Regions from separate parts of the Mus musculus genome. Here regions 1, 2, 4, 5, 6 and 7 are each linked to region 3. A link is a contact called in public promoter capture Hi-C data. All regions are on one chromosome and are shown on one strand. The core of a region is the stretch at or near the end of the contact, and the rest is flanking DNA. Distances in the headings are between cores, read along the strand shown. Region 1 has its middle 32 kb from the start of Gm42289. Region 2 overlaps Zfp462 (zinc finger protein 462). Region 3 holds the start of Fktn (fukutin). Region 4 overlaps Zfp462 (zinc finger protein 462). Region 5 overlaps Zfp462 (zinc finger protein 462). Region 6 has its middle 40 kb from the start of Gm34231. Region 7 holds the start of Smc2os (structural maintenance of chromosomes 2, opposite strand).

The links. Promoter capture Hi-C pulls out the DNA fragments that hold promoters and counts their contacts.
Region 1: a promoter capture Hi-C map of pre-B cells shows a contact between it and region 3, with 5 times the contacts expected there. The contact joins the enhancer-like site here to the promoter of Fktn in region 3. A contact is called at or near these places in 6 of 39 promoter capture datasets (the C10 cell line, frontonasal cranial neural crest, liver and 2 more) and 3 of 115 datasets of contacts at active chromatin or transcription factors (astrocytes, embryonic limb bud and embryonic stem cells).
Region 2: a contact with region 3 is called in a promoter capture Hi-C map of embryonic stem cells, with 5 times the contacts expected there. The contact joins the enhancer-like site here to the promoter of Fktn in region 3. A contact is called at or near these places in 11 of 39 promoter capture datasets (the 3T3-L1 cell line, 3T3-L1-derived adipocytes, the C10 cell line and 7 more), 4 of 115 datasets of contacts at active chromatin or transcription factors (astrocytes, embryonic forebrain, embryonic limb bud and 1 more) and 1 of 9 other capture datasets (adipose tissue).
Region 4: a contact with region 3 is called in a promoter capture Hi-C map of hippocampal neurons, with 4 times the contacts expected there. The contact joins the enhancer-like site here to the promoter of Fktn in region 3. A contact is called at or near these places in 10 of 39 promoter capture datasets (the 3T3-L1 cell line, the C10 cell line, cranial neural crest and 6 more), 3 of 115 datasets of contacts at active chromatin or transcription factors (astrocytes, craniofacial prominence and embryonic stem cells) and 1 of 9 other capture datasets (liver).
Region 5: a contact with region 3 is called in a promoter capture Hi-C map of liver, with 3 times the contacts expected there. The contact joins the enhancer-like site here to the promoter of Fktn in region 3. A contact is called at or near these places in 9 of 39 promoter capture datasets (the 3T3-L1 cell line, the C10 cell line, cranial neural crest and 5 more) and 5 of 115 datasets of contacts at active chromatin or transcription factors (astrocytes, embryonic forebrain, embryonic limb bud and 2 more).
Region 6: a contact with region 3 is called in a promoter capture Hi-C map of liver, with 4 times the contacts expected there. The contact joins the enhancer-like site here to the promoter of Fktn in region 3. A contact is called at or near these places in 14 of 39 promoter capture datasets (the 3T3-L1 cell line, the HPC-7 cell line, HPC-7-derived erythroid cells and 9 more) and 5 of 115 datasets of contacts at active chromatin or transcription factors (astrocytes, embryonic forebrain, embryonic limb bud and 2 more).
Region 7: a contact with region 3 is called in a promoter capture Hi-C map of pre-B cells, with 4 times the contacts expected there. The contact joins the promoter of Smc2os here to the promoter of Fktn in region 3. A contact is called at or near these places in 4 of 39 promoter capture datasets (hematopoietic stem and progenitor cells, liver and pre-B cells).

The regions. Positions count from the first base shown.
Region 1 is chr4:55,099,249-55,103,334 of GRCm38.p6, reverse strand. No RefSeq gene overlaps it. Among named protein-coding and RNA genes, the nearest start is that of Gm42289, 32 kb to the right of the region's middle. Within about 2 kb of position 2,319, at least 10 of the 459 cell types and tissues checked have an H3K27ac peak or open chromatin away from gene starts, as enhancers often do.
Region 2 is chr4:55,048,041-55,051,857 of GRCm38.p6, reverse strand. It overlaps Zfp462 (zinc finger protein 462), which reads right to left. Exons shown (of 13, transcript NM_172867.3): 8 at 1,405-1,672; 9 at 531-667. Among named protein-coding and RNA genes, the nearest start is that of Gm42289, 19 kb to the left of the region's middle. Within about 2 kb of position 1,732, at least 27 of the 459 cell types and tissues checked have an H3K27ac peak or open chromatin away from gene starts, as enhancers often do. A contact at or near this core is called in embryonic stem cells, forebrain and hippocampal neurons, where this site is marked.
Region 3 is chr4:53,712,420-53,716,341 of GRCm38.p6, reverse strand. It overlaps Fktn (fukutin), which reads right to left and starts at 2,188. Exons shown (of 10, transcript NM_139309.5): 1 at 2,147-2,188.
Region 4 is chr4:55,074,450-55,078,713 of GRCm38.p6, reverse strand. The region is part of intron 11 of Zfp462 (zinc finger protein 462); the gene reads right to left. Among named protein-coding and RNA genes, the nearest start is that of Gm42289, 7.4 kb to the right of the region's middle. Within about 2 kb of position 1,498, at least 54 of the 459 cell types and tissues checked have an H3K27ac peak or open chromatin away from gene starts, as enhancers often do. A contact at or near this core is called in hippocampal neurons, where this site is marked.
Region 5 is chr4:55,003,415-55,007,430 of GRCm38.p6, reverse strand. All of the region lies in intron 1 of Zfp462 (zinc finger protein 462), which reads right to left. Among named protein-coding and RNA genes, the nearest start is that of Zfp462, 57 kb to the right of the region's middle. Within about 2 kb of position 2,265, at least 203 of the 459 cell types and tissues checked have an H3K27ac peak or open chromatin away from gene starts, as enhancers often do. A contact at or near this core is called in astrocytes, embryonic forebrain, embryonic limb bud and 5 more, where this site is marked.
Region 6 is chr4:55,246,051-55,249,841 of GRCm38.p6, reverse strand. It overlaps the pseudogene Gm12508. Among named protein-coding and RNA genes, the nearest start is that of Gm34231, 40 kb to the right of the region's middle. Within about 2 kb of position 1,316, at least 11 of the 459 cell types and tissues checked have an H3K27ac peak or open chromatin away from gene starts, as enhancers often do. A contact at or near this core is called in astrocytes and liver, where this site is marked.
Region 7 is chr4:52,437,381-52,441,309 of GRCm38.p6, reverse strand. Smc2os (structural maintenance of chromosomes 2, opposite strand) reads left to right here and starts at 2,346. Exons shown (of 2, transcript NR_045175.1): 1 at 2,346-2,658. Smc2 (structural maintenance of chromosomes 2) reads right to left here and starts at 2,089. Exons shown (of 25, transcript NM_001301412.1): 1 at 1,900-2,089; 2 at 887-1,109. The coding sequence starts at 1,054.

The DNA of each region.
Region 1 (4,086 bases), core at 1,070-3,569, 1.4 Mb before region 3:
CTGTCCACCACCAAGGCCATGCCAGACCCAGTATCTCAGGGCCACAGAAATGTCCTAGGTTCATTTCTGTTGCTGTGATTAAATACCCTGACAGAAATCAACTAAGGTGGAATTGGGTTATTTTGGCTTACATTCTAGTTTACCATTAAGGGAAGTCAAAGCAGGAGTTCAAATAGGTAGTAACATCACATCCACAGTTAGTGGTAGAAAGAAATGAAAACATACGTGCTACTTGCTTGCTGGTACTCAACTCTGTCTTTCTAGTTTTCTAATAAGGACTCCATGCCTAGGGAATGGTACCACCCACACTGGGCTGGTTCTTCCACATCAGTTAATTTATTAAGATAATCCCCTGACAGACATATCACAAGCCAACCCAACCCAACATGCCACACAACCCAATGCAACAATATCTCCTTGAAGCTCTCTTCCCAGGTGATTATAGGTTGTGCCTTGTTGGCAGTTAAAGCTAACAGGAAGGGGCTAACCAAGCTCAACTCATTAAAAGCCAACACTGTAACAGAGTACTAAGTATTTTGTATACATTGATGTATACAACAGGGGAGGAGTTTCCAGTAGAACTCTTTCCATCTGCTTCTCAGATTCTTTTCTTGCTATTGCTTAACGTTTGTATTTCTATGTCTACTATCTAGATGAATAATGTATTCATTACTCACTGGATTCATTCACTTGCTGGATATATAACAAAACCCTAACACTCCCCCCCCCCCCAGTGCATGTGATTAAACATAAGTCATCTTGCTTAGTAAGTGGTCAGACTCCGGAGTTACATCCCTGTTCCTCTTTTTAACTTTTTTTTTTTGTCTTGTGTGTGTGTGTGTGTGTGGCGGGGGGTAGGGAGGAGGTGATGGAAGGGGCTGGGGCATCTCACTAAGTTTCTGGTGCCCACCTCACTCTGTAACCCAAGGTAAACTTTGACCTGGAAGTTCTCCTGCCTCAGCTTCCCCAGTGGTGGGATGTGCATGCAGATTTACTTTTCAGAGTGCTAATCTCTCCCTCATTCAGATGAATTGGCACGCCTCCCCCAGGAGAGTATTCCTTTCCGAGTTCTTGATAGAATGTCTTTTAGCTTTCAGGTGCTAGTAATTAAGGTTTTAGACTTTTCTCTCTTGCTATATCTTTGCCTTCCGTCGGGGTTTCAAAACCAGAGAACAGATGTGAATTCCAGTTGTTTTCATTGATGTTTTGACAATACAGGTGTTCCCCAAGAAAGCTAGGGTAAGACTAAGTTAAAGAGCTGGGGCATGTAATTTAGAGGTAGAACATCTGCATACGACCTGCAAAGGCCTGTGCAGCTCAGGGCCATGTAGATAGGGTGTGGTAGCGAAAGCTTCCAATGGAAGCACCGGCTGGGTGGGTTAGAAGTTCGAGGTCATCCTCTGTTACAGCAAGTTTGAGCCCAGCCAGGGCTACATTAAAAAAAAAAAAAAAAAAGCCTTTGAGAAATACACGCACTGTTCGGCATTCCTCTCGCTCACACCTCCATGCTTGCTCACACACCACAAGAACTCTCCACTTATTTCAGGCAGCACTCAGAGTGTTCCGAGCTCATTACCTCAGGAAGGAAGGTCACAGACAAAGCATTCATCGTCAACCTTGAGTCTCAAAAGCACCCTTTCAAAGGCCAGGTGAAGGGAGACAGGCTTGGTATGAAAAGTTTTTTTCAGAAGAGTCGCTTGTGTGTGTGTGTGTGTGTGTGTGTGTGTGTGTGTGTGTGTGTGTGTGTGTGTGTGAGTTCAAAGATTAGGAGACTCTAGTGACACTATAGAAAAATCAATGGTCTACTTCTCTGGAGTGGGTAGTTTCCAAAGACGGGGGCTGGGGGAGGGATTAGTGAAAACAAGGGAGAGTTGTAAGTATTTCTGTGCAGGAGCCCTAAACATGGTTCATATTTTTAGATACTGTAGGCTAGGGTCTCTACGAGTCCACTCTGAGATGACGATGGTTGTAAAATACTAACTAGCAGTTAATTCCCCAGACAGAAAGCAGGAGTAAGCAGGACTTTGCAGGAGGAGAGACTAAAGACTAAGTCTTGGGAGGAGGGACTCTGGAGTAAGCACAACTTACCACCATTGTTTTGTGGTGAGGGAACTAGAGTTCAGTACCTCACCTCACGCAGCCCCTGAACATAAGCTGCTCTATGGAGGGCATGGCCTTGGGAAGTGTGGCTTTCTGCATCTGGAAAGACTGACTGGAGTCTGCCCCCTTTCCTGCAGCTGGGCAACATCTGTCTGCATATAGAAGATATCAGGCAGTGTGCCTCCAAGTCCACCTCCCAGATCCTCCCCTCCCTGTGCCAGCAGAGGGAGGTAACACTCCTCCATCTGGGAGATAATAGAACACTTAACCAGATATGGGAATCCTGAAGAAAGGGCTGGAGCTGAACTTCTAAGGGTAGCGAGGCAGAAGCACCCAGTGCTGAAGTAGAAAAGGACTAGATATAAGGTACATAAAAGGCCCAAAGAAGCAGACCATCGTGGGAAAGTCTGGAAGTTTCCTGTGATGCCAAGAGGGACCAAGAGGATAGAACAAGAGCTATCCGGAGCAATTGATCCTTGGCTTTGATGCTAGAGCCGAGGCCGTGTTAGCTTATAAATGTGGGACTAATCGGCACCACCTGGAGCCAAGCTCTTAAGGTTCCAGCTAGAGCAGACAACAGTGCCGAAACAGGTCTCATCTTCTTCTATCCCCGGAGAAAGTCAAGTTACGCTGAAGCCCACTACCTCTGTAAACTTAAGTAAGTCTTCCTGAGGAGGAGAAGGGGGCTAGGAAACACAAAGTGGCTGAGTTTAAACTGAAATGACAGAGTAAAATCCAAGGCACTGATATATCTAGAATTTTGTAGATTTGGGCTAATGAGATGGCTCAGCAGGTAACCGTGTTTGCTGTGTGAGCCTAGTGGCTGATTCATTTCTGGATCTCACAGTGAAAGGAGAAAACAACTTCTAAAAGATGTCCTTAGAATTCATGTGTGAAAAAAAAAAAGAATTCATGTGTGCCCACACTCCATACACACACACACACACACACACACACACACACACACACACACACACACGTTAAAAAAAAAGAATGTTAGCATCATGTATATTTGAGTTTTCAATCATTAAACAGCATAGAGGCTCTAGATGAATGTTAAGTTATGAGAAAAATATTTTGAAAGTGATACTTTTATTCATTTGCACCATAGTATGAAAATTCATACCAGAATATAAATATGAAATGATCAAAGATGTAATTATGACTTTGGTCAGTAAGAGGAAAAATGTGAACCAACCAAAAGAACCAAGCTTGCTCTAGTTGGGTGCGGGCAGAAGGACAATGCTTTTTTAAACTTCACACTCCAGGCAGGACTTGTACAGCAAACAAACTGGATACAGGTACCTGTGCTATCAAGAACCCTAGGTTGGGCTAAAGAGATGGCTCAGTGGCTAAGAGCACCAACTGCTCTTCCAGAGGTCCTGAGTTCAATTCCCAGCAACCACATGGTAGCGCACAACCATCTGTAATAGGATCTGATGCACTCTTCTGGTGTGTGTCTGAAGACAGCTACGTGTAATCATAGAAATAACAATAAATAATATATATAAAAAAGAACCCTGGGTTATTCATTTCTCTTTTTCTTTTTTTACAATCTTACTTTCATGTGTCAGGTACATAAAAACAATAACATGATACTACTCTGTCTACAAAGAATAGAGAAAATAAAATAAATAAATCTAAAAACAAACAAACAAATCAGGGGACAAAAATGCTCTTACAAAAATATCCTGGACAGGTAATATTGGCCTCTTGCACTTTGGGAGAGAAAGAAGGTGTGGCCCTGAAGTGGTTTGAGGAAGACTTGCTGATAGGTTAAGTGTTCATGAAGGACGTGGGTATGGCCTCTCATTTGGGTTTTAAGCAGCAGGGTGGATGACTGGGGCAATTATTCATGTGGGAAAGCTCAACAGAGGACTAAAGGAGAGTTTTGTATGGAGAGGAGAGAAAGCAAGTGGGATGTTTATGTATGTGTGTATGTATGTATGCATGTGTGCATGTATGTGTGTGTATGCATATATGTAT
Region 2 (3,817 bases), core at 483-2,982, 1.3 Mb before region 3:
AATGGGACCCCACCAGCTACTATCTCACATGAACGTCCTATTCTTGTATTACAGAGCACGATCCAAACCAGAACAATCCAGAGCCTAATCTACAGGTATTCTGTCCAGCAGTCCACTTCTGCCTGTCGCAACTCTTTCTCCTTGTCCATTTCAAAGCAAATCCTACTTTGTGCTTTGGGAATCACAATTTCTGTCTTTGTTTCTCCCGCCATCCTGCCCCAGGCTCACCCTATATATCTCTAGGGTGGCAAGGGATTCAAAATGGGAAATTCCTGACTCTCCACGCCCTCTTGGCCTCCTCCTGGGAGGAATTCTACTGACAGGAAGGTGTCTTATCCATGGGATATCAATGGCTGTCACTGTGACCTTTGCCTACAGGAACAGAGGTCAAGGAAGAGAGCAATCCTGCTGTGGGACCCAGGGAACAGCCTCAAAATGCTGAGGCACTAACCAACTCCCAGCAGCAGCAGCAGCACTACGAACCTCCCTCCCACCAGGACCCCAAAAAAGGGAGTCAGTCTGAAGATTACCTCGGTGCAGCACTATGTGGTCGATCATGTTGCGTTTGTATTTGGTGTGATAGAGGCAGAGAGGACAGCGGAGATCTTTGGGGCCTTCCTCCGGGACCGCCGAATGCCCAGCTTCCACGTGCATAGTAAAAGCAGATCTAAGAGAGAAGAGACAGAGACCATGACAGTCACTGAGATGTCCTCTCCTGCTGCACGCCCCTCACAGGTGGCTCTCCTGCTTGACAAGCATAAACTAAAGCTGCTGTCAGTCATATTTGCTGACTGCATGCTCCTTGGCCATCAAGGAACAGAGAGGGGAGATACAGAGGCAACTACTCAGAACCTTTGCCACTCGGCTAGGATTATGTAAAAAGAAATAAATATCCTACATACTTCATTTTTGACAATTAGAAATTGCCTATTAAGCCAAGTACGGTCTAGAAACATCAGCTACTCCTAAGGCTGAGGTTGGAGGATCGCGTGATTAAACGGTAGATCTTTTCTTTTTTTTTTAAAGTGAAAAGGAACTGGTTAGAGAAATGTTGTCAAAGGGAACATGTTTTTATCTCAGAGAATATTCCCTTCTTGTGTGTGTGTGATCTGAAATAAAAACACACCCCATCAGGGCATTCCTTTGCTACAATCTCACACTGTTTCGAAGACCACACGCTCTGACTTTTAAGATAATTTGTTCTTATGTAACTCTTCACCCCCCCTTCCAGAGTCCCCAGCTAGTTTTTCTGAAACTAGCTTCATTCTGTGAAGACTGACCCCACCCTTCTTATTCTACACTGGCAGAGAATTTCTGGAGCTGAAGGCAGGGAAGAGAGAGTGGTGAAGGCTGGAGCACGGGCAGCCATTTAGGTTTTAGGAAGGCCTTCCTCACACCACTTACTTAAAGCCGGTGTAAAAGGAGCAGTCTTTGCATTTGAAAAGCTTCTTCCCACCGTGCTTGTCCCGGTAATGGCGCCTGATGCTCTGGATGTAGCCAGAGGAGAATTCACAGAATTCGCAGTGAAGAACGGCTTCTGCCTTCTGTTCCGTGCCAGCAGCAGTCCCAGAAGGAGGCACAGGGCTAACGCGGCTCTTGTTTCTTGCCAGGGCGGCTGACTGGTAGTGATTCAGCTGCTGCTGAACATCGGGGGGCTCCGAGTAAGAGGAGTCTGTGGAAAGACAGGGACAGTGAAGTGAGCTGGACCACAGAGGGCACAGGAGTGTGTGTGTGTCTGCAGGGGATGGGGGCGGGTGGAGGGGTGATGCTTGCCTGGAAGCCCTTTACTGCACAGTCTCCCCTGCCACTTCTATTAAGACATTATCGGCAAAATAGAACAAAAACAACCCACTGGAGCTGAGGAGCTGGCTCAGTTGGCAGCGTGTTTCCATCCCAGCACCTGCCCACAGCATAGCAGGCTGATGATCCCGGTGCTGGGGAAGTGAGGCAGGAGGATACCTGGAGCTACTGACCAGCCAGTCTAGTCAAATCCTGTCTCAAAAAAATCAAGGTGGACAGCAACTGAGGAAGATAAGAGATGCTGACCATGTAATGTGCACATGATGCAATGTAGCATCATGTGCACATTTACATATGTACACAGCTCACACCATGTGTGAAACTATCTGTGATCAAATTCATCAACTCACCCTCTCTGTCAGTCACATGGCTAGTGTTCTCTGGTGTGCGGTGGGCACACTTAAGATCTTAGATCCCAAGAGCATTATCCAGCACTAATGTTGGTACCTGTTGTGTACAGAACCTCTCCTCCCCTCACCACTTGCTACCTTCCACCTGAAGGTTTGTCTCCATCATCTGGTCAGTTTTTAAGGGGGAAATACATCACTCACCATCATTCCACTACTTAACCAAGAGCTGAGGAACACATGGAGAGTGAGAACAGACTACCACAGAACACCCATCCGCATAGAGTGCAACAAATGAACCAGCATGGTCCATACAGACGTCTACACGGGAAGGGGCTAGGTGATGCCACAGCCCCCTCCCCCTCCCTGCATCCTAGAATTCTTCACACCATTATTTAAAAAAAAGAAGTCAGTCTTTAACATGAGTGCTCTGGCACACGGTACACCCACACATACAAAAATGTTTTATGGCTTTGGAGTCAAGAGATTTAAATTTTAAAATATAAAAATCCGATAGTGTTCTCCTGGAAGAGCCGTTTAAAGCTTAGCATTAAGATGGAGATTTATTCACAAATCCCATTAAAATGAAATTCCAAACAAGTTTCTCGGAAAGGTATTTTTAAGTGTGCAGTTTCAGAGGGGACATGATGGAATGGATGGCAGGAACTATAAACCCAGGAACTTTCATGGCAAGTCCTGGTGAAATGGGATGGGGAGTGGGCAGGGGGGAGGCACCTTTGCATGCTCCTTGGGCTTTGGTGGCCCAAATTCAGCAACATAGTCCTATCTAAGCTGGCACTGCCTGTGAAGCTAGGAAGCCTGTGAACGACCCTGTAGAATTTCAGAGTAACTTTCCTTGGGATAAAAACACCTCCTCCGTAAGCAAACAGGGGTGGGGTGGGGGTGGGACCAGACATTGTACAAGCCTTCTCTAGATTTGACAGACACCTCATTTTCTAAAGCGCGGCTCCCCCAGGCGGGGCACGGACTTAATGTTGTAAAACTAATACTTGATCAAACCAGTATCAATCATCTTCCCGTTGGAAATGCAGTGAGGGAGATTCCCTGACTGCAAGGGATGTAACCAGCACCCCATCCCATGCCCATCAAAATACTAAGTAAGGTGCCTTCACTTCAGCTCCTGGTTGCCCTGCCTGTCCAATGCATATTCTTTACTAAAACAAAAGGAAAGGTGATCAATCTCTGCAAGCCTCCCTGGGTTCATCACCAGGTGTACATGGGAGACAAAGGAAGAAAGGAAAGACACAGCGGGTGGGTGCATTCTCACTTTCTGTATCTCCATCCTCTCTTCTGTTCCTCTACCTTCTGCTGAGGAGCCCACCCAGGACGGCAATCCTGCCTTTGTCTACTTCTCCTTCTTTCCTTCACTAGCAGGGTTGGTTATCATCTCTAATTGTTTAAGATGGTCTCTGTTGAGGCTCAAAGACCCAGTTATACCACACACTCACAGAGAAGCAACACTCCACCTCTCCTGGGAACAGAGTTCCAGTGTCCCCAGAACTGCTGTCCTCTTGATAGAGGTGCCCTCCTCTGCACTCTCAGCGTTGTGGCATAGCTTTTCTGAAAGTAACAGGTCAAAGCCAAGCCTTGCTGAAGGAGAACTGTTCCTCACCCACAAATCCACGCAGAGAACAAAGCAAATGTCCTAA
Region 3 (3,922 bases), core at 939-3,438:
TCTCTGGGTACCACCAGCCTTTGTGTGAGAGGGCAGGAATGTGCAGGCCAGAAAATGCCCAGTATTTGCTCTATCACACTCTGCCTTACTCCCTCAGACAGAGCCTCTCACTGATGTTGGAGCCAGGCTGGTTGGTGGCCAGCAATCCTCTCATTTCTGCTGGCTCCCCCTAGTGCTGGGGTGACAGGCATGCACATAGCCATGCTTGGCTTTCTATGTGAGTGCTAATATCTGAACTCAGGTCCTCATCTCATGCTTGCTCTTAGTAACTGAGCCACCTCTCCAACCCCCTCCCCCCACTCCTGCACACCCCAAAGACAAGTCTCTCACTAGCCTAGAATTCACTAAGCAGGCTGGGCTGGATGGCCAGGGATCCTTAGGAATTCTATCTCCCTCTCCCCAGCTCTGAGATTATACGTTCAGGCTACCATGCTCAGCTTTTTAAAGTACCTTCTAGAAGAGGGCAGAAGTCGTATCACCATGCCTACAATGGCAAGCACTTTAGTGAGTGAGTTGAGCCAGCTCAAATCAAGTTACTTGATTTACATTTCATGTTATTTTTAACTGAGTGTACTAGCTAATTTTATGTCACCTTATCACATGCTAGAATAATCTGGGAAGAGGGAACCCCAATTGAGAAGATGCCTCCACAAGACTAGACTGTAGGCAAGCCTCCTGTAGAGAATTTTCTTAAGTTGTGATTTGATGTGGGAGGGTCCAGCCCATTATGGGTGGTGTCATTCCTGGGCTGGTGGTCCTGGGTTCTACAAGAAAGCAGGCCAAACAAACCATGAGAGCAGGTAAACAGCATCCCTCCATGGTCACTGCATCAGCTCCTGCTCCAGGTTGCTGCCCTCAGTGCTTTGGATGATAAACTGTAATCTAAAACTTAGCAAACCAAACCCTTTCTTCCCCAGTCACTTTTGGTCATGGTATTTCACCACTGTAGTATTAGCTCTAACTAAGACAGTGAGTAAAGCCTTTCCCTCAAGAGGCAAGTGACTAACTGCTTGGTTGAGAGCATTTACCCAAGGCTGGTCTGTCGATCATTATGCAGCTCTGTTTCCTAGTGCTTTTTTTTTTTTTTGTCTTGGCCTCCAAAGTGCTGGTATTACAGGTGTGTGTTACCATGGTTGGCTCACAGGCTGACTTTTACTTAATGGAAATCTTCAAACTAGAAAGACTGGAATATCATTCTTTATAGCCGAGAAAGCTTGAGACATACAAGAAAGCGGCTTGCCTTGTACTACCTGAGAAATTGGCGATCGTGATGAAATCTGAATTCAGTTCTCTGGACGACTTTTATCTAAAGCTTTTAACTACCCGGCCCCATTTTTATCAAATCTTTCCCGATATTCCCCAACTGATAATGTAAACGGAAGACAGGAACGTTCCTACATGCAGTTATCTCGCATCGCTAACCGCGCCCACCTTATCATTATTATTGTTACTTATTATTATTACCATCGTCATCATACTATTAAGCATAGTGAGCACTCCTTCAAACGAACTAAGAATGACTACTGAGGAGTCTAAGAAGAGAGGAAAGCGACTGGTAAGCCAACCACCACCTCTCTTCGAAGCAGTTGCAGCAGGCTGCTTGCTGTACACAGAACTTGGCTTTGGCGCAGCATCAAAGTCCTTCTCAGGTGGAACCCTCCCTGGGCGGCTGCCCTGCCAACCCCCTTCCTTTCCCTGTAAGTTCATGCCACGGCGTCGGATGCACTCAGAGCAGCAGCAGGCTGCATCAGTTCCTCCCCGGCGGAGCCACCTTGGCATGCATTGGTCCTCACACCTGATCGGTCTCCCCGCATCGTCCGCTCTCGCCAACCAGCTCAAGCGTCACTGTCCCAGCCCGGCCTCTTAAGCGTCTCCATGAACCTCCAAAATCGAACCCTCGCGGGTCAGGACGATCAACGGACAGCATGGGCGTGTGGGAACGATCTGTCGCCGGGACAGCGGGGACGGCGGCAGCAAGCTCGTGCACGGACTGCGGCCGACCTCGGACTCCTCCCCGCCGCCGTAGGGAGGGTACCCCAAAGGTGGACGACCGCTACTCAGGGTATACCAGTAGACCAGCGACAGTGCCTGAAGGAACCCGCCCACGCCCAGGCTCGGCTACCCGGCCCCGGTGCCCTCATCTTACCTAACTCTAGAGCTGCGGCGGAGGCCTCGCTTTACGGCAACTGTCGCAAAGAAGCGGTCAAGCGCGCAGCGGCGTACGCTGGCTGTTGCTTTGTTCTCCGAGCGCTCCTATTAGTGTGGCCTATTTGGCCATCAGAAATCTGCAATCAGCCGTCCCTCCGGCAGTGCCCTGAGGCTGCCTGGAGTTTAGAGAAAAAACAGAACTGTCCCCCGTAGTGTACGGCTCATCAGACAGAGCGCAGAAAGTGCAAACCTAGGGTGGATAACGATTCTTTTTCTCCCTCCCTCCCTCCCTCCCTCCCTCCTCCCCCTTCTCCTCTCTCTACATTCTGCTATTGGGGACAGAATGGGGAAGAGCACTATGTAGTGATGCAAGTACTCATGAAGTTGAGGTGCCTACTTGACATCCAGGTCTAGAAGATGCGATCTTCCAGTTTGGGGCTTGAAAGAAATATAGATGCTTCTGGGCCTGGCACCTAGCATCTTTGCTTTTAGCAGAGCCATTTAAAGAGTTATTGGCAAGGAGCAGATGTGGATTTTGATAGGAATTTTTGAAAATTAAAAAGCACTAAAGAAATTATTGTAATTTTACGTTCTTTCTACGAAAATTACTAACGGCGTATAGAAAAAAATGAAATAATTTACCTACGCACCCCGTTCTATATCATTTAGCTCAGACTGGCCTTAAATTCTACTCAGCCAATATGGTGTTCAACTGATCCTACACATCTTCCACATCTCAAGTGCTGAGATAACAAGTGTGCATCGCCATGCTTGTCTTAAAACAGAATTTTTCAAAAAGTTGTGATGGAATGTGGCTGTATCAAAAATTTCTATTGTCTGACATGCCTACAATTCAAGTATTTGGGGGGCCAAGGCAAGAGGATCTAGAGTGAGCTCTTGTCTTTAAACACATGCAAACGCACATGCACGCACGCACACACACATGCACACATGCACACAATATAATTGATGCCTATTGGAGTACTAAGAGGTGATATTTTAAAAGATATTAGGAATGCTTATTATGCTCAACTATGTCTGGAAATTATAAGGAGGAAAAAAAAAAACTTCCCGGGTTTTAGAAGTGAATAGATTTCAAGTGCATAGTAAATATTATCCTGCATAAACCTTGCAGGAGGCAGAGGACTAGCCAGCTTTCTAGCCAGTTTTCTGATTTGAGCTAAGTTTAAGTTTAGATCTCACTGTTTTCCCTATATAAGCACAGTCATAATGTGCCATCTACATTATCAAGTTTCTGTTTCTATAAAGTGGACTGGGATTTAGAGGAAGGGATTTAGCACCCTTCAAAGAAAATTGACAATCCTTTTGGTTATCCTAGATTTAACTTGTCAGCAATTTTTTTTGAAACTTACTTCTAAATTTTCCTCTACTTGCAAGTAACCTTATTCTTTTTAATATAAACTTACAAAGTAAAAGCCCTGCTTACACCGGAAGTTGGACAATAACCAGGTAAGCACGCTGACATCGATGGTCCTTGTTGATGGGTTGAATGTGAAATGCTCCCCAGACGCTTCTGTTGGAATCCCTTGTCTCCAGGCAGTTTTAGAACCTTGGAGGGGTAGGATTCTGACACCCTGGAGGAAGTGGGCCATTAGAGAGGTCAGACATTAAGGATTACAGCCCAGCTCCCCTTTCAGTATGCTCTCTGCTTCTTGGTCCAGTCCATCCAGATGTGAGTAGACTCAGCCACCTGCCCCTGCTGCCATGTCCCCCCTCCCATGGTAGACTTTAACCTCCCCAACTCTGAGCCAAA
Region 4 (4,264 bases), core at 249-2,748, 1.4 Mb before region 3:
CAGAGACCCTCCTGGGTGGTACCCTAAGCAACGCTGAGGTTGGGCCGCCGGGAGCTTATATAAAAGCATGTCTGGGACATTGAGATGTCTCAGTAGATTAATGTTGCCTGCTCCCAGGCTCCATGACCGGAGTTTGATCCCTGGAGCCCACATAGTGGGAGACAAAAACCACCAACTCCTGCAAATTGTGCTTGGACCTCCACGTGTACAACTCTCTCACACATACGATAAATAAACACATGTAATAATAACTAATGATAAGAAAAGCAAGCATGTCCCCAGCCACTGACAGATCCTGGCCAACCGCCCAGTATTTATTTCTCAACCGGTGATATTCACAAGTACTGGGATACGCAGACATTTCTGAATGGGTCTGGTGTACACAGCAAATATTGGTCTAGCTGTTTTCTTCACTCCTGTGATGCTGCCACATGTGAGGGGCCTTATACACATGGATTGGCTAGCGAATTGTTTATAAGCCACACCTCCTGGCAAGCTCAAAGATGAGGGTTTACGTGGCCTTTGTGCTGTCCTTAGTCCTAAGCCCAGATGTCTTTCATTAGCCCACTGAGGGCCAAGTCTTCACACGGATAGTAAGTAGCAGACTACACAGTTCTGAAAAAAGGGTGGAGCTTGGGGAAACGTGATCATTTTCATCTCTGATTACCGTGGGCCCCTCAGCAGATTAGACGTCACAGGAAGACAACTTCTGATTGAAATGCCCCATATTTCATGAAATCTTCCAGACATTAGCTAGGACTCTGGGATGCCTTCATCCACTTCACAAGAAAGCTACGTGAACAGGGCCAGTTCTCACAAAAGACAAGGCATTCTCTCACAAATTAAGAAGATCACCACACAAGCCATTAAAAATAATTGCACAGACTATCTTCCTTGATTCTTTTCACTGGAAATGACACAGCGCCATCTGGTCTGCGCATTAATTCCTTAGCAGGGATTATCTTGGGCAAGAAATCAACAGAATGCCTTCCTGACTCCTCCTAGTTGCATAATGAGAGGGGGCAGGGTGGGCGGCGTTCTGCTTGGGTTCCTTTCAATTTCTTCGTGCGTGCGTGGCTTCTCTCTGAAATTCCCAGGCTGATCTTGCTGTGTGTCTATTCTGAGTACAGTCCTCAGCTCTCATGTCTGGGAAGGAACTGGGGAACAGGAAGGCCATGAACTCCCCAACCAAAGGTGTCTATATGAACGTCCAAATGATTCACAAGGAGAATGGAGCTGGTACTTGATCCTCTGCCCTCAGGAAACATGAAGCCGGTCATCTATTGTCTCCAAGGGCACATGCTAAGCTTCATCCTCACAGAAGAAGCCAGTCTACCTGTCACATCTCAAATCACTCTCCCTCAGCCTGAGAGCTGAGCTAATAGCCCCTCGTGCACTCTGCCAGAAGCCAGGATGTCTGGCAAAAACACCCCAGGCTATTGTTGGCCCTGTCTTCTTGGCAACAATCTACTGAGGTGGTGGAAGATTGATTCTAGGTTGTTTCCAAAGAGAAGGAGATAGGACAAAGGGAACCGTTCTTGCAAGGATGTGTGACAGGGAAGGGACAGTTTCAGCTTGCAATTCCCAAGGTACTCAAGTCAGTCCCTCATACACAACTTGTCTACCCAAGGAGGAGTTTTTCTTCTTTTGTTTAGGTCTCTGGATGTAGACATGACACTTTCAGAGGGAAGTAGAAGCCAGGCTGTTCGCCCTAATTCCATCTCGTGTGAAGCCGAAAGCCCAGTGGATAGACTGAGATCAAGCTGGACAAGCAGGAAGATGTGCTTGCTACCTCACATATTTCAGACGCGGTGTTTTCTCATGGCCTAAGCTTGTTTTATTTGTTTTGGGGGAGAGCATTGGGAAATGGAGGGCTCTGGAATGCTGATGGCTTCAGAAATAGCCTAGGCGTAGCCTTAGACATGAAGAAAGTCAAAATATCCAAGAAGGAATCTTTTATCTCATCAAGAGGGACAAGCAGAGCCCGAGTACCAGGAAGAAAAAGAAGCTTTTGTAGACTCACTCAGAAGCATCCTGTCTCCCTCTCCCTGAGGACAGCCAAAACAGTGAAGAGATGTTAAGGATTTGTTGTGAAGAACATATTTGTTAAAAGGTTAAAAAAAAAAGAAGGAAAGAAGGAAGGAAGGAAGGAAGGAAGGAAGGAAGGAAGGAAGGAAGGAAGGAAGGAAGGAAGGAAGGAAGGAAGGAAAAGAAATAAGGCATACTTCTGAGATCACAAGCATTTCCCTTATAAGAAATGGCCCTGAGTCAACCTACAGGAGAGGCTTTTGTTTTATGCAGTCTTGCAGGTTGACCACAGCAAGCAGCTTTTGACAAGTTAGCACGTTTTGGCTGTAAGCCTTGGCTCTCTATGTTAGTTGGAGATTGAAGGACCCAACTAGATCCCTTGATTATCACAGTGGGAGGGTAGGGACAAAAAAAACCACAGAAGAAAATGGCCTCAGGAAGACCTGCTCAGGTCTGCTAGATATTCTGCCATGGGGCCTTAGTCTAGCCCAAGGGCTAGTGCATTTCATGACTAGCGTCTCTTTAAAAAAAGAACACGTTAGCACTCTAAGGGGTTGAAGATGTGTGTAGTGTTAAGAGATCTGCTCTGGAACAACAAGACTGAGATTTACCCTTCAGTGGGTTTATTATCTATCTTCTTACCTTACTTTAGATAGGTTTTAAGTTTGTCAGAACTCTTATTTATTAGGTCCATGTCTTGGATGCCATGCCATTTAATTAATGTTTTTGGCACTCTTAAAATCCACGGCCTCTCACACCACAGGCAAGAATTTTATCACTGAGTTACATCTACCCTTCGCTTTCCATTGTAACGTCAAGGTAACTAGAAAAGACCCCATATAGCCATAACAACCTAGAGTGAACACGATAAGAAGTTCGAGGCACTCCATTCCGTGACTTTAAGATACTTAAGGAAAGACAAGGTCACCAAAACAGCTTGACAGTAACCTAGAATCAGTTTCATGGAGCAATGGAATAGGAACACTCTCTCAGTCAATTGAGCTTTGAGAAAGTTGCCAATATCACTATCAGGCACCACAGGCAGAAGAAAGAAACTAGATCCTGACCTCCCAGATGGAAAAACAATCAACTCCAAATCAGTAAGAGATTGAAACATAGGTCCTAAAACCACAAAAGTTGCTGGAGGAAAACTCGGGGGAAATCTCCAGGACACCGGTTGTCCATGATTTTCTCTTTAAAGTTTTTTACATGACCCCCCAAATCACATGTAACGGAAGAAAAAAATAGGCAAATGCTAGCTGAATCCAGCTGGAAAGTTTCTGTTCTGCCAAGGAAACGTCAGAAAGAAAAGGCAAGCCACAGAAGAGGAGGAGAATCTGTAGACCACACACTGGTCACAGGGTCAGCATCCGGGTCCTATGAAGAAGTCAACCAACTCAGTCAATAATTGAGTGAACAATTTCCCCAATTAAGAAATGGACACAGGCTCTGTATAAGCATGTCTCAGAAGATAAGCAAACAGACATCAGCAATATAATGGCACTCCACATCCTGAACAAGGGGGGAATGCAAATTCCAACCTTAAGTACTGCCCCATAGCAGTTAGAGTGTCCATTACCTAAAGGAGGAAAGAGAACAAGTGTTGGGGAAGGTAAAGAAAGAACAATGCTGTGGACTAGTAGCAAATTTGGGCAGCCATTATGGAATACTGTATGTAAGTTTCTCAGCAATCTCACTGCTGAGTCAACACACAAAGACAATGAAATGAATGAAGGGAATATCACCAAGAGATGTCCAGGGTTCATCTCAGCATTATTCACAACAGCAAAGACATAGAACTCATTTGAGTGGCCAGTTGTCGATGAAGGGATACAGAAAACATGACATGATGCCCACTGGCATATCATTTATACCATTCCACTTTAAGACAAGAACTCCTGTCATTTGTGACAACATGGATGAGGATTATATGTTGAAGGAAATGAACCAGGCATAAATGCAAATACCAATTTATTTCACTCCATGTGAAGCCTCAGTCAAATTCAGTGATTCAGACTGTGGAATGGACATTTTTGTTGGAGTGGACATTTCCAAAGCCCAAGGTTGGGGTCCTGGGGACATACTGCTCAAAGGACATTAAATTTCAGGCAGATAGGAAGAATGAGTGAGTTTAGGAGATCAATTGTGTGGCGTGATGACTATAACCAATAATGCTACTGCAGTTTTAAATTGCTCAGTTGATTAAGATCTTATTCCCTAAGATAAGTGAGGAAAA
Region 5 (4,016 bases), core at 1,016-3,515, 1.3 Mb before region 3:
TCGCCTGCTCCTCTTTGCCAACTCGAACACCGGACAAGGAGAGGCAATCAGACATAATAGAGACAAAGTCCTTGACTTCCTAACTTCAAAGGAAAGAAAACTCAGATAAATGTTTTCTGCTTTGATAGATCTTCAAATGCCATCTGTCAAGGAAACATTAATACTTCAAAAGTTGGTACCGTTTTTGAGTGTCTCCACCACATTCAGAATTCTAGATAACTTACTATTGATTCTGACTTCTCCTTAGACTTTTTCTTTTTGAACTAGAGTCTTCTTAGTGGGAAAGAGGACATCCATCTTCATTGAAGGGCAAGAACATTTTAATTTCTTTTATCCATTTCCATATTATTACATGAGTGTTTTAACACCAAATGGTAGAATAGAATTGACTCTTGGAAATGGCTGTGGCTTTTGGTATTGCTTTTATTATTTTAATATCTTTATTGATACTAGGGTTCACATTTTTTCTTTCCCCAAGTAGTGTGGTTTCCCCTCCCCCTCCCAATGAAGTGAGTGGTTATTTGCTCTTTTACTACCTACCAATTAAAACTTAACAGCTTCTCCAGTCTAATTAGGTCATAAAATATTTCTCATGAGATTTCCAAGCAACCAACTTTTAGATGACAATTCAGTTTCTGGTTTAAGATTGTACCTTGGCATGTCCATTTACATGAAGACCACAGAATCTAGTAGTTCTGTAAAGGGGCTCCTGAGTCAGAGCTGTCCCTCTCCATCCCTCTCACTTTTATAACCATGAAATTTAGACTTGGATATAAAACAACAGCAGCCAAAAATCAACCTGTGAACTTGGTGTGGAACAAGGCAGAGCAGAGCTCATCTCCCTTACTCTGTAATTCACTGTGAGACTGAAACCTACGGGAAGCTTCACGCTAGCTCAAGGCAGAGTCTCACCACAAAGTGACGAGAATATTGGGAAGGTGGAGTCCTTCCTAGCTTAGTGTATATCCTGTAAGGAGATACCCAGTTATTATCTCAGTGAATAAGTTACTTCACAGAGAACATCACAAGCCCTACTAAGTCACTGTACTGTAATCTAGAACCAAATGTCTTAAGAATTCAGGTTGCAGCCAGATCTTTTTTAATGGTGCAGTTTTCTATGCCTCTCTTACAAAAGATAATGTGATTTCTGCTGGAGGAACAAAGTCCAGCAATGATGTGTCAGTGGAGTGCAAGAAGCCATGGCAGGAGGATTTTCTATGAAAGAATGCTCCTGCCCGGAGCCTGCTAAAATAAGTACTGGCCAAGTCCAGCTCTGGACAGGGCTTTGCAGAGTGAGACACAGATATTTTACCTCCTCTTCTTTCACCCAACAATTTATCCTATTTCAATAAACATTGAACTGGACACCAGAGTCCTTTCAGCTAACTAAGTCTCAATATTCCAGATACACAAGCTTTTATGTCAGAGCACCAGCCCAAATTGTGTGGAAGAGGTTGCTATCAGCTCTGGATCAAATTACAGCAGTCACTGAGCCCCACCCCACTTCTCCTTTCGCACAGTCCATTAGACCTGAAAACAAATTTTTCCATGGTGCAGACGACTCCTGCATTTAGAACACTTCACAGAAAAAAGCAGATCACCCAATGCGCACTCCCCATCCCCCAAGCTTAGTCCTTTCATCTCAGCCAAGCAAGCCACAGCCCTGCCGAATGTGTTTATCACACTTTCAGGAGATAGGAGCTCCTGCGTCACTGAAGCTCTAAGACTCACTAAGCTGCCCTAGTCCTCTGAGCTGTAGGAGCAGCCATTTTAGCTCAGAGCCTCTCCTCCGTGCACAACATGGCTTCGCTTGGATTTTGCTAGGCTGACAATCACAAGTGAACGCTACGAGGGCAGGCTGGGCTCCTCCTAAGCTCTGCTCTTCCCAACAAAGAATTAACTGTTTTCATTTCTTCTCGAAAAGCAGCACCTTTCTCCTCCTCAAATGTCATTCACCAAAGATCTCCAAAGGTTCTTTTATCCCATGATTGATAGGCTGGTTCGTTAGTCCCAGCAGAGTACTGGTTAAATCAGGACGCCCCTGGACCAGAGCCTGTCCTGCAGCAGGATTTGGGGGTGTCCTGGAGAGGGGACCTCCAGAATGCCTTGGTTTCTTGGGAGTCGTCCTTCCACACACAGAAGACATACCATCCGAGGCTGCTAGCCAGATTCCAAAGTCTAATGACCTTTGTTAATCACCAGCCAGTCTGTCTGCATCAGCAGACCCTGCCAAAAGACACACCCTTCCACACAAAGGCTGTAGCTATTCCTTTTAAAGGAGGTTCTGTGAAAGCTCCATTGTGTAGCTCAGAGGAAAACAAAATCCCTTCCCTTCAAAACCTCAAGCCTTTAGAAATAATGCAACAAAAGGCTTTCTGCTGTGTCTCTTTTGGAGACTTTGAGCCTGGTTTGCACAAAACATCCACAAAAATGGCCCCGCTTGCACAAGGAGAGCAGAGCATTGAGGCAGTCCACCTGGAGATGGAGTCCATCTTCCATACACTTCTCTAATATCTTGGTGTCTTCTGAAACTGTTCTCTATGAAGGATGCTAACCCCATCACATGCAAACACTAACAGTCTCCTTGTTCTGCTACAAAGGAGATTAAAGGGTTATGAGATCAGAAGGAGGAGGGGGAAAGAGCCACTGATTTGGAAAAAGGAGAGATGATGAAAGTGATTTTCTAATGGGTTCTAGCTTTAATGTTGTTGCAGTCTTTACCTCAAAAATAGCTCAGAGCCTTAGAAGAGGTTAATCTCCAGGCAGCTGATACAACCAGTGGCAGGAAGAGCGGAGTGGCCTTCAATTTGATGTCTGTACCAATACTGAAATGGGAATGGAGACTTACTTTGAAAGCCATTTTGTCTTTGTGTACACGGCTCTCCTGAAGACGCTGACGGAAGAAAACAGAAATTGCTGGCATAGCCCAAACAATCCAAGAAACTTGATATATTTATGAGACCACAAAAGTACACACAGGTAATAAGCAAGAGCAGGAAAATAGGGAGTAGAAATGATCCCCACTAAGCAAACTGGACCTCAGGGTGACCCATTCATCTGTCAATCAGAAAGTGTTTCTGGAGCACGGTGTAGTCCTCCAAGAAGCCAAAACACAGGGAGGGAAATAAAAAAAAAAGATGGGGCATTAAACTTGTATGTTTGACTGCTTCATTGACGCAGAGGAGCAACAGTTGTAAAAGGCTAACCTAGAGAGGGTCTGCAGTGAGATTATGATTGAAAGCGAACAGCCTCGTTCTCGTATTTACCTCATTTAATAACACCCGTGATTAGGAGATTTAACCACCTTTTCCTCACAGAATCAGCACAACCAAGAGGACAAATGCAAGTTTCTGAACTGAAAAAGAAATGTTATTTCTAAAGGTCAGGAGATCAATGTAGAAACCAAACAGACATCCTTCCCTCCCACTACCTGTCCCTCCCAGGGCCATAGCTGCAGGTTCCTCAAGGCCAGATATGCTTCCTTCAGGTAAACCCCACTTCTAACACCATGGCTGATGACAGTTGGGAACTGACTAGACTTCACTCTAAACTAACCTTCACCTTAAGTGAGCAGTGCTCTGAACAGGAAACTCTTAAACCATCCTAACTCTTCCTCAAACTATGCTTAATGAAGGGCTTCTTTCCTTCATATTTAAAGTCTATGAGTTCAAAGTATAGTGTTTGCAGGAACAGCTCCCAGGCCCATTGTCTATGTTTAGCAATGGCTTAAAGACATACTTAGAGAGAGTCCACAGTCCATGCTAGAGATCTGAAAACACACCGGCTGAGGAGAGGGGCAGAGTGGGCACAACTGCATGCTCTCACTCTCATCACCAATTTCCACTAAGCTCGTTGCCCACACACTGGTGCTGGGAACTCCAGGGTCCATTGCATCCTGAGTTTCCTTTTGGGGGGAAGAAAGCATCAAAACATGTCTTTGCTGTGTATCCTCGCAAGCTCACGTGACACTGGAGAGGGGAGGTGTTCTTGTCGCTTCACAGCCTTCTCACAAGCCT
Region 6 (3,791 bases), core at 67-2,566, 1.5 Mb before region 3:
TTGTGTTTCTTCAGATGAATTCTAGCCTTCTCAGAGCCACACAGGAGATACCTCATCCTCTGCCCTTGCTGTTAGTTTGGCTTTATCTATCACTAGATGCTGACCTCACACCCCCTGTCTCAGAGAACACACCTCTACCTCCGCAGTCAAACCCTTGAACCTATTTGCCAATCTGCTCTCTTGGCTCCTCTAACCAAAGGTCACTTCTAGGACCCACTGAGGTCAGGAAACTCAACAGAGGTGTGTAGCGATGGAGGCTGGGGAACTGGGGGTAGCAACCAGAAAGTCCCAGATTCCAGAAAAGCAAGAGCCTTCCAGGACCCCACAGGGATGACAATAGCTGAATAGGGAGGGAGAACCTGTGGAGACCATATCCAGCGGTTAAGCATACCACCCCCCACCTGTGGTTGAGGGATGGGGCCACCCACCCATCTCCAAGATTTTAACCCAGAATTGCCCCTGTCTAAAGGAAATACAGGGACAAAAAGTGAAGCAGAGACTTAAGGAAAGGCCATCCAGAGATTACCCCACCTGGGGATCCATCGCACATGCAGACACCAAACCCAGACACTATTGCTGATGCCAAGAAGTGCTTGCTGACAGGAGCCTAATACATCTGTCTCCTGAGAGGCTCTGCCAGATCCTGACCAATACAGATTCGAATGCTTGCAGTCAACCATTGGACTGAGAGCACAGGGACCCCAATGGATGGGAGGGGAGGCTCTTGGTCCTGTGAAGGTTTGATGTCCCAGTGTAGAGGAATACTAGGGTGGTGAGGCAGAAGGGTAAGTGGGTGGGGGAGCTCCCTCATAGAAGCAGGGTAAGGGGGGAGAGGATAGGGCATTTGCAGAGGGGAAACCAGGAAAAGGGGATAACATTTGAAATGTAAATAAATAAAATATCCAATTAAAAAAAAAAGACACTCTGAGTCAGGATGGACTATCTCCCTCACCTGTCCTGAACCAGCAACTTGGGTTTACTACCCCAGGAGAGTTTCCACCTGTCTGTTTTCCTTGATGCTGCTGACCAAGTGAACAACAGGGCAACTTTTCTTTGTGGGAGTTTGGTTGGTTGGTTGGTTTCAGTTTTTGTTTTGTTTTTTGTTTGTTTGTTTGTTTGTTTTGTTTTTGTTTTTGTTTTAGACAAGATCTCACTATGTGGACTTGGCTTGCCTGGAATTCACTACCATTGAGCTTTCAAATTCCTAGAGATCCACTTCCATCTCCCTTTGTGGCACTGAGACTTAAGATGCGCAAACCCACTGTGAGCCTTTCTTTGCTTTGTCTCCTTTTCCCTCAGCAGGTGGTAAGCACTTCATTGGCAGTGAATAGGCTCTTACACAGCCCACAGCCTGGAAGGGGGAAAGGTGCTTAAAGTGTGGTGAATGGGGGCAGAGACTTGGCTCATCAGCAGGAGGAGCTGCACATGTGAAGCTCTGGACTCAATCCTTAGTGTTGCAAAAATAAATACAGCCTGTGGGGGTTGGCAGGATTGCTCACTGTCATTGTCAAGGCCAACTTAAAGGAAGATGGTTTGACTGCAACTTAGGTTGGGGTTCAGAAACGCATAAGAATCCTGACTCTTGTGTCCAGTCAGATCCCAAGTCTGTAAGAGAAAACATTTTGCAGATGTACTTAACTAAGTTAAGGTCACCTTGGATTAGGAAGGTCTCTATATGCACTATAATGATGACCTCATAAAAAGAGGAGAAGACCCAGAGACATGGATATATCATAAACATACATAATACATACAAACATACATACATACATACGAAAAACCAAAGCAATAATAGCAATGGATACTGGAACATGGCCACAAGAAACCAGGCAATACCAAACATTCCTGACATCTGCCAGGAGCCAGGAGATGAATCAGGAGGGGCGGTGGGGGGCAGGACCCATCACAGAACCTTCAGAAGGGACAACTTGGTTTCAGATTCCAAGCTTTCAGGACTCTTAAAAAGCCCATTGCTGGTGGTGTGTGGCATTTTGGGCTCTCCGTGTAAAGGGAGCTCTATTGGGAATCTAGTCCCCCTTTCCTCCCCTGCAGCTACTGAGCAGAGCCTGTCAGCCCAGGGCTGGAGTGCTCCGGGAGTTTGCTGACTGGTCTTCAGTGTTTGTTAAATGGAATGGTACCAAGAGCTCAGGACTCCAACGGATTCTGTGTTTATCTGGCTGATTACCAGAGAAAAAAATCCCCCCTCATGACCCTACAACAAAGTTAGCTGTAAAAAAGAAGAAGTTAGCTCACAAAGAAGAAGAAGAAGAAGTCACCTGTGCCCCGAGCAAAGCTTTCAAGCAAAGCTCTGGTAGTTTACTAAAGGGCAATGATTTGGAATGTGTCTGAGCTCTCAGGGCAAGAGACACGGGCCTATTCTTGCACCTGCTTAGCTAATAAATGAGAGCCTGCGTGGCAGAATTTTCTTTTTTTTTTTTTTTTTTTTTTTTTATAATAAGTCACAAAGAAATTTATTCTAAAACTAATTTTCTCCTTCTCCATATGTTGTGCCTCAGCCCCACCAACCTGATCAAATTTTCTGGAGAACACAGTTCATTCACCGTAACATTTAGTAGGTGCTGATACTCCTACAGAGGAGGTTGTTCAGCTCCATCTCCACACCTCTGTAACAAATCAAACCACTACATTTCACAACTGAATTGTCTCCTGCGTGGTGGTTCTTGAGGCCTTATGCTGCTGATAAAGATACATCTCTGCAGGCAAGCGGTTAATCCCAATGAACCGTGGTAAATACTTGAAAAAAAATCAACAGGCAGCGTCTCCTCTCAAGGAACTGGAATAGGAAGGCCAAACTGAACTTTAATCTGCTTCTGTCCACTGGTTGGATGCAAACATCTGCATCTGACTCTTTCTGCTGCTTGTTGGGTCTTTCAGAGGGTAGTCATGATAGGTGCCTTTTTGTGAGCACTCCATAGCCTCAGTAATGGTGTCAGGCCTTGGGACCTCCCCTTGAGCTGGATCCCACTTTGGTCCTGTCACTGGACCTTCTTTGCCTCAAGCTCCTCTCCATCTCCATCCCTGTATTTCTTTCAGGCAGGAAAAATTATGGGTCAGAGTTGTGACCGTGGAATGGCAACCCCAGCCCTCACTTTATGTCCTGTCTTCCTGCTGGGGGTGGGCTCTATAATTTCCCTCTCCTTACTGTCGGGCATTTTATTTCAAGTCTCTCCCTTTGATTCCTTTTTTTTTTTTTTTTTTTTTTTCAGCCTGTTTATATTAAGGATATTCTTTTTTTTTTCTTTCCATTTTTTATTAGGTATTTAGCTCATTTACATTTCCAATGCTATACCAAAAGTCCCCCATACCCACCCACCCCCACTCCCCTACCCGCCCACTCCCCCTTTTTGGCCCTGGCGTTCCCCTGTTCTGGGGCATATAAAGTTTGTGTGTCCAATGGGCCTCTCTTTCCAGTGATGGCCGACTAGGCCATCTTTTGATACATATGCAGCTAGAGTCAAGAGCTCCGGGGTACTGGTTAGTTCATAATGTTGATCCACCTATAGGGTTGCAGATCCCTTTAGCTCCTTGGGTACTTTCTCTAGCTCCTCCATTGGGAGCCCTGTGATCCATCCATTAGCTGACTGTGGGCATCCACTTCTGTGTTTGCTAGGCCCCGGCATAGTCTCACAAGAGACAGCTACATCTGTGGCAGAATTTTCTGTGGCACCTGCTTTCATTACAGCCTGCAGAGACTTATGGCCCAATGACCTCTTCCATCTACATAGTGAATAACAAAATTGACTCAGGTCAGTTCTAGCCAAGAAGGTCAT
Region 7 (3,929 bases), core at 1,097-3,596, 1.3 Mb after region 3:
ATGGAAGGAGTTACAGAGACAAAGCAAAGTTTGGAGCTGTGACGAAAGGATGGACTATCTAGAGACTGCCATATCCATGGATCCATCCCATAATCAGCTTCCAAACGCTGACACCATTGCACACACTAGCAAGATTTTGCTGAAAGGACCCAGACTATGCTGGGGCCTAGCAAACACAGAAGTGGATGCTCACTATTGGATGGATCACAAGGCTCCCAATGGAGGAGCTAGAGAAAGTACCCAAGGAGCTAAAGGGGTCTGCAACCCTATAGGTGGAACAACAATATGAACTAACCAGTACCCCGGAGCTCTTGACTCTAGCTGCATATGTATCAAAAGATAGCCTAGTCGGCCATCACTGGAAAGAGAGGCCCATTGGACTTGCAAACTTTATATGCCCCAGTAAAGGGGAACGCCAGGGCCAAAAAGGGGGAGTGAGTAGGTAAGGGAGTTGGGGGGTGGGTATGGGGGACTTTTGGGATAGCATTGGAAATGTAAGTGAGGAAAATACCTAATAAAAAATTAAAAAAAAAAAAAAAAAGAAATGTGGGAAACTAAAAAAAAAAAAAAAAAAAAAAAAGAGCAGGTATGGACTGAGAACAGAGACTACCCAATATAACAGTGCTGGTATGCTGGTATGGGTGTTACTCCCAACAGCTTAGGAGGACAAACCTCAGGCAAGGCCTCTGTATGTATCTTTTCGTCTGTCTACAGGATGAAACAGTAATAGTATTTGCTTAAACGGCTGCACTGCAACACAACATAACTCACATGAAGTACAAACAAAACACATGAAGTACAAACATGCAAAGAAAGAAAACCCAAAGTCTCCACAGATTAACAGATTCTCTTGCCAACACATAAGTCAGAAAAGCTGACACTTTACCTGGGACAGGTTGGAGATGCCTAGGAGAAAGCATATGGAGTCCAATATGTTGGATTTTCCACTACCATTTAAACCAGTGATCGCATTGAAGAGGGGGTCAAAACCATTGACTTCAGTCCTCTGTGCATAGGACTTGAATCCTTCGAGAATGATTGATTTAACATACATTTTCTAAACTGTCTTGGGTTAGTAAGCCTGTTAGGCAACAAGCTACAAGTCACGTCTGTATAAAACAGAAATAAGATCATTTATGTAGAATGTTAAAAACCCTCAAATCATAGTAAATACGACAGGATACACAATAACGTAAAGTAAAAAAAAAAAAAAAAAAAAAGAAAAGAAAAGAAAAGAAAAAATACACCTGCCAAACTACTTTTTCTCCTAAAAACAGCTGGCTCAGATTTTAAAACATCCAACCGTTAGCCAATGCCGGTAAGTTAAACCATTTAACCTAAAAATCATCTTTATCATTACTGTCCACTTTCCTAGGTTCGTGTTGCACTACAATACTGTAGTTAACAGAGACTACTAATTATTTCCCATTTCATTATCCTTGCCACAGACGACACTGGACTGAATACTCTTTACTGCACACCACTTAGCATACATCTTACAGGAGTCCTTCATGGATCTCCCTAATAGCACGCACACCCATCCTCTCCTTCCTTTTTCCTCCACAGCAGTAAAAGATGACATCAGTCGGCACCGTCTTTCCAACTCATTCTCGGTCCCGTTGTGCTTTTTTGCCTACATACGACCTTAACTCTGTTTACACTCGACTCTCAGAACCCGGGTAGTTAGTGAACCTTAAGGGCGAAGTGAATCCATTCTACTGCCTCGTTTTAAAATTCCGTGTTCTCTCGCTTGCCCAAGCCTTTCTCGATTCACCTTACGGATGAACAACAGTCAACATCTCTAATTCTCGCTTCAAGTCCCTCCTTGAGAATCTTGCCCACCCCTGTGCCTCATCTCCCGCCTGGACACCAGGCCGGGCCAAGAGCAGCACTACGCACCCGCCACAAAGCGGCTGGCCAGGGGAACCAGCAAAGTTCCAACCCGACGCGAAAGTGGACAGTGAGGCCACCCGACCTGTACTCAGGCGCTACCGGGCGAACGCCACCATCCCGGGCACCGCATCCGCTGCAGCCAACAACCGTGCCGGAACTGTTCCTTTGAATTTCGGCGCGAGCAAAGGACCCCAACTCCGAGGCGTCTGCGCTCTGTTGGTGCCTAGTATCTGCCTGACTGAAGCGCTTCCTCTTTTGCCCTAAGGAAAAACACAGAAACGACATAGCGACAATAAATAATAGTTTTAATATTGGAAGGTAGGAGACTATACCGTTTTGAACATGGAAAGCGAAAATGAAGATAGGTCGTGCTGACATCGCGTCAGGCATGCTCTGGGCAGCACCTCTTCCAGGTCTGGGCCTCGCGCGTTGCCGGCCCCGCCCTCTTTCTGGCCCTTTCAGGCTATCGGTCGGAGCCTTGGCTTCTGTCCGCAGGCTCCGCCCCCTCCCGGTCTACGCTCTTTGCTGCGGGGCGCGGCCGGGGCGGGCCGGGGCGGGGGCGGGCCGGGGGTCCCGGGACCCTTCGAGGATATTACAGGGTGGAAACCAACACTAGTGAGAAAAGTCCTCTGAGGCTTCATTTTCTACTAATTGAAGAGAAAGGCACTGGCTTTGAAAACACAAACCAAAACCAGTTCCAGTTTCCGGAGGGGACTGTAGGCCTGCAGTATGTGGAGTTTGGTGGAAGATGCTAGGCAAACGGCTGTAAGATTTTTTTTTTTTTTTTTATGCCGAAAACCTGTTTAATGATAAGCAGTGGCTGACGTACCGGTTCACGAAATGTTGCTGAAGCTTCTTAATAACAGTTTGTATTTACAGAGTTCTGTAGATCGGGTAGCTGTGTTTCAAAGGCTGTCAAGAATTTCCTCAACAAACGTGGAACCCTAGTGTTTCCTTTTGTACAGACGAGTTTATTGAATCACTGGGTTAAACGACTTATAAGTGAAGAGAGATTTTTGTTCCAGGCTGCCTAACTACAGAGTGTGTACTCCTAAACTTATTATCTACAACTGCTAATTTTACATTGCTAGTTAGAGCTGATCCCCATCAACTATGTAATTTAAAAAAAAAATGGTGTTGGGATTATTTATATTTAAGCATCAATACTAAGAGAAGGGCTTAGCTTTGTTTTTTTTATTGAAAATTTATTTTTTTTCCTACCGTATATTCCGATTAGTTTTCTCCGCCCCAACCTCTCCTAGAACCTCCTCCATTTCCACACTCACCCAAATCCACACATTTTCTTTTCTCTTTCTCATAAGAATATAAACAGACATCTAAAATGATGATGATAAAATAAGATTTTAAAAACAGAAGGACCAAATAAACAGGAGGGGGAAAAAAGCCAAAGAAAGAGCATTAGAGACACAATGAGACACATTCACACAGAGATATACACACAAAACATAAAAACAAAAGCAGAAACCATAATACATAATAAACAAAAGATTTTTAATATTAAATGGAAATGTTCAGACAAAGCAGTGTGAGACAAAAACCCTCTAAAAATACCATTAAGTTCGTTTTATGTTGGCCATCTATTGCTAGGCATCGGGAGGGACTACCCTTAAATATGGTTTGTACACCCAGACATCACTGGAAAAATGATTTGCTCTGCAGCAGTTATCAATTGGATATAGCTTCTGGGTTAGGATGGAGGATTGTTTCTATTTTCCCTCTCAATACTGGCTTAGAACTGCAGGTCCTGTGCATGCTGAAATTTACAGTGGTAGACAGGGAGGAAAGTGAAGATCGCCTTCCTGAACCTGAGAACTTCCTAGGCAAGCATTGGCAGCAGGTTCTCAAGTAAAAAGTGCCAGACTGCCTGGCAGTGGTGGCGCGCGCCTTTAATCCCAGCACTTGGGAGGCAGAGGCAGGCGGATTTTTGAGTTCGAGGCCATCCTGGTCTACAGAGTGAGTTCCAGGACAGCCAGGGCTATACAGAGAAACCCTGCCTCGAAAAACAAAGAAACAAA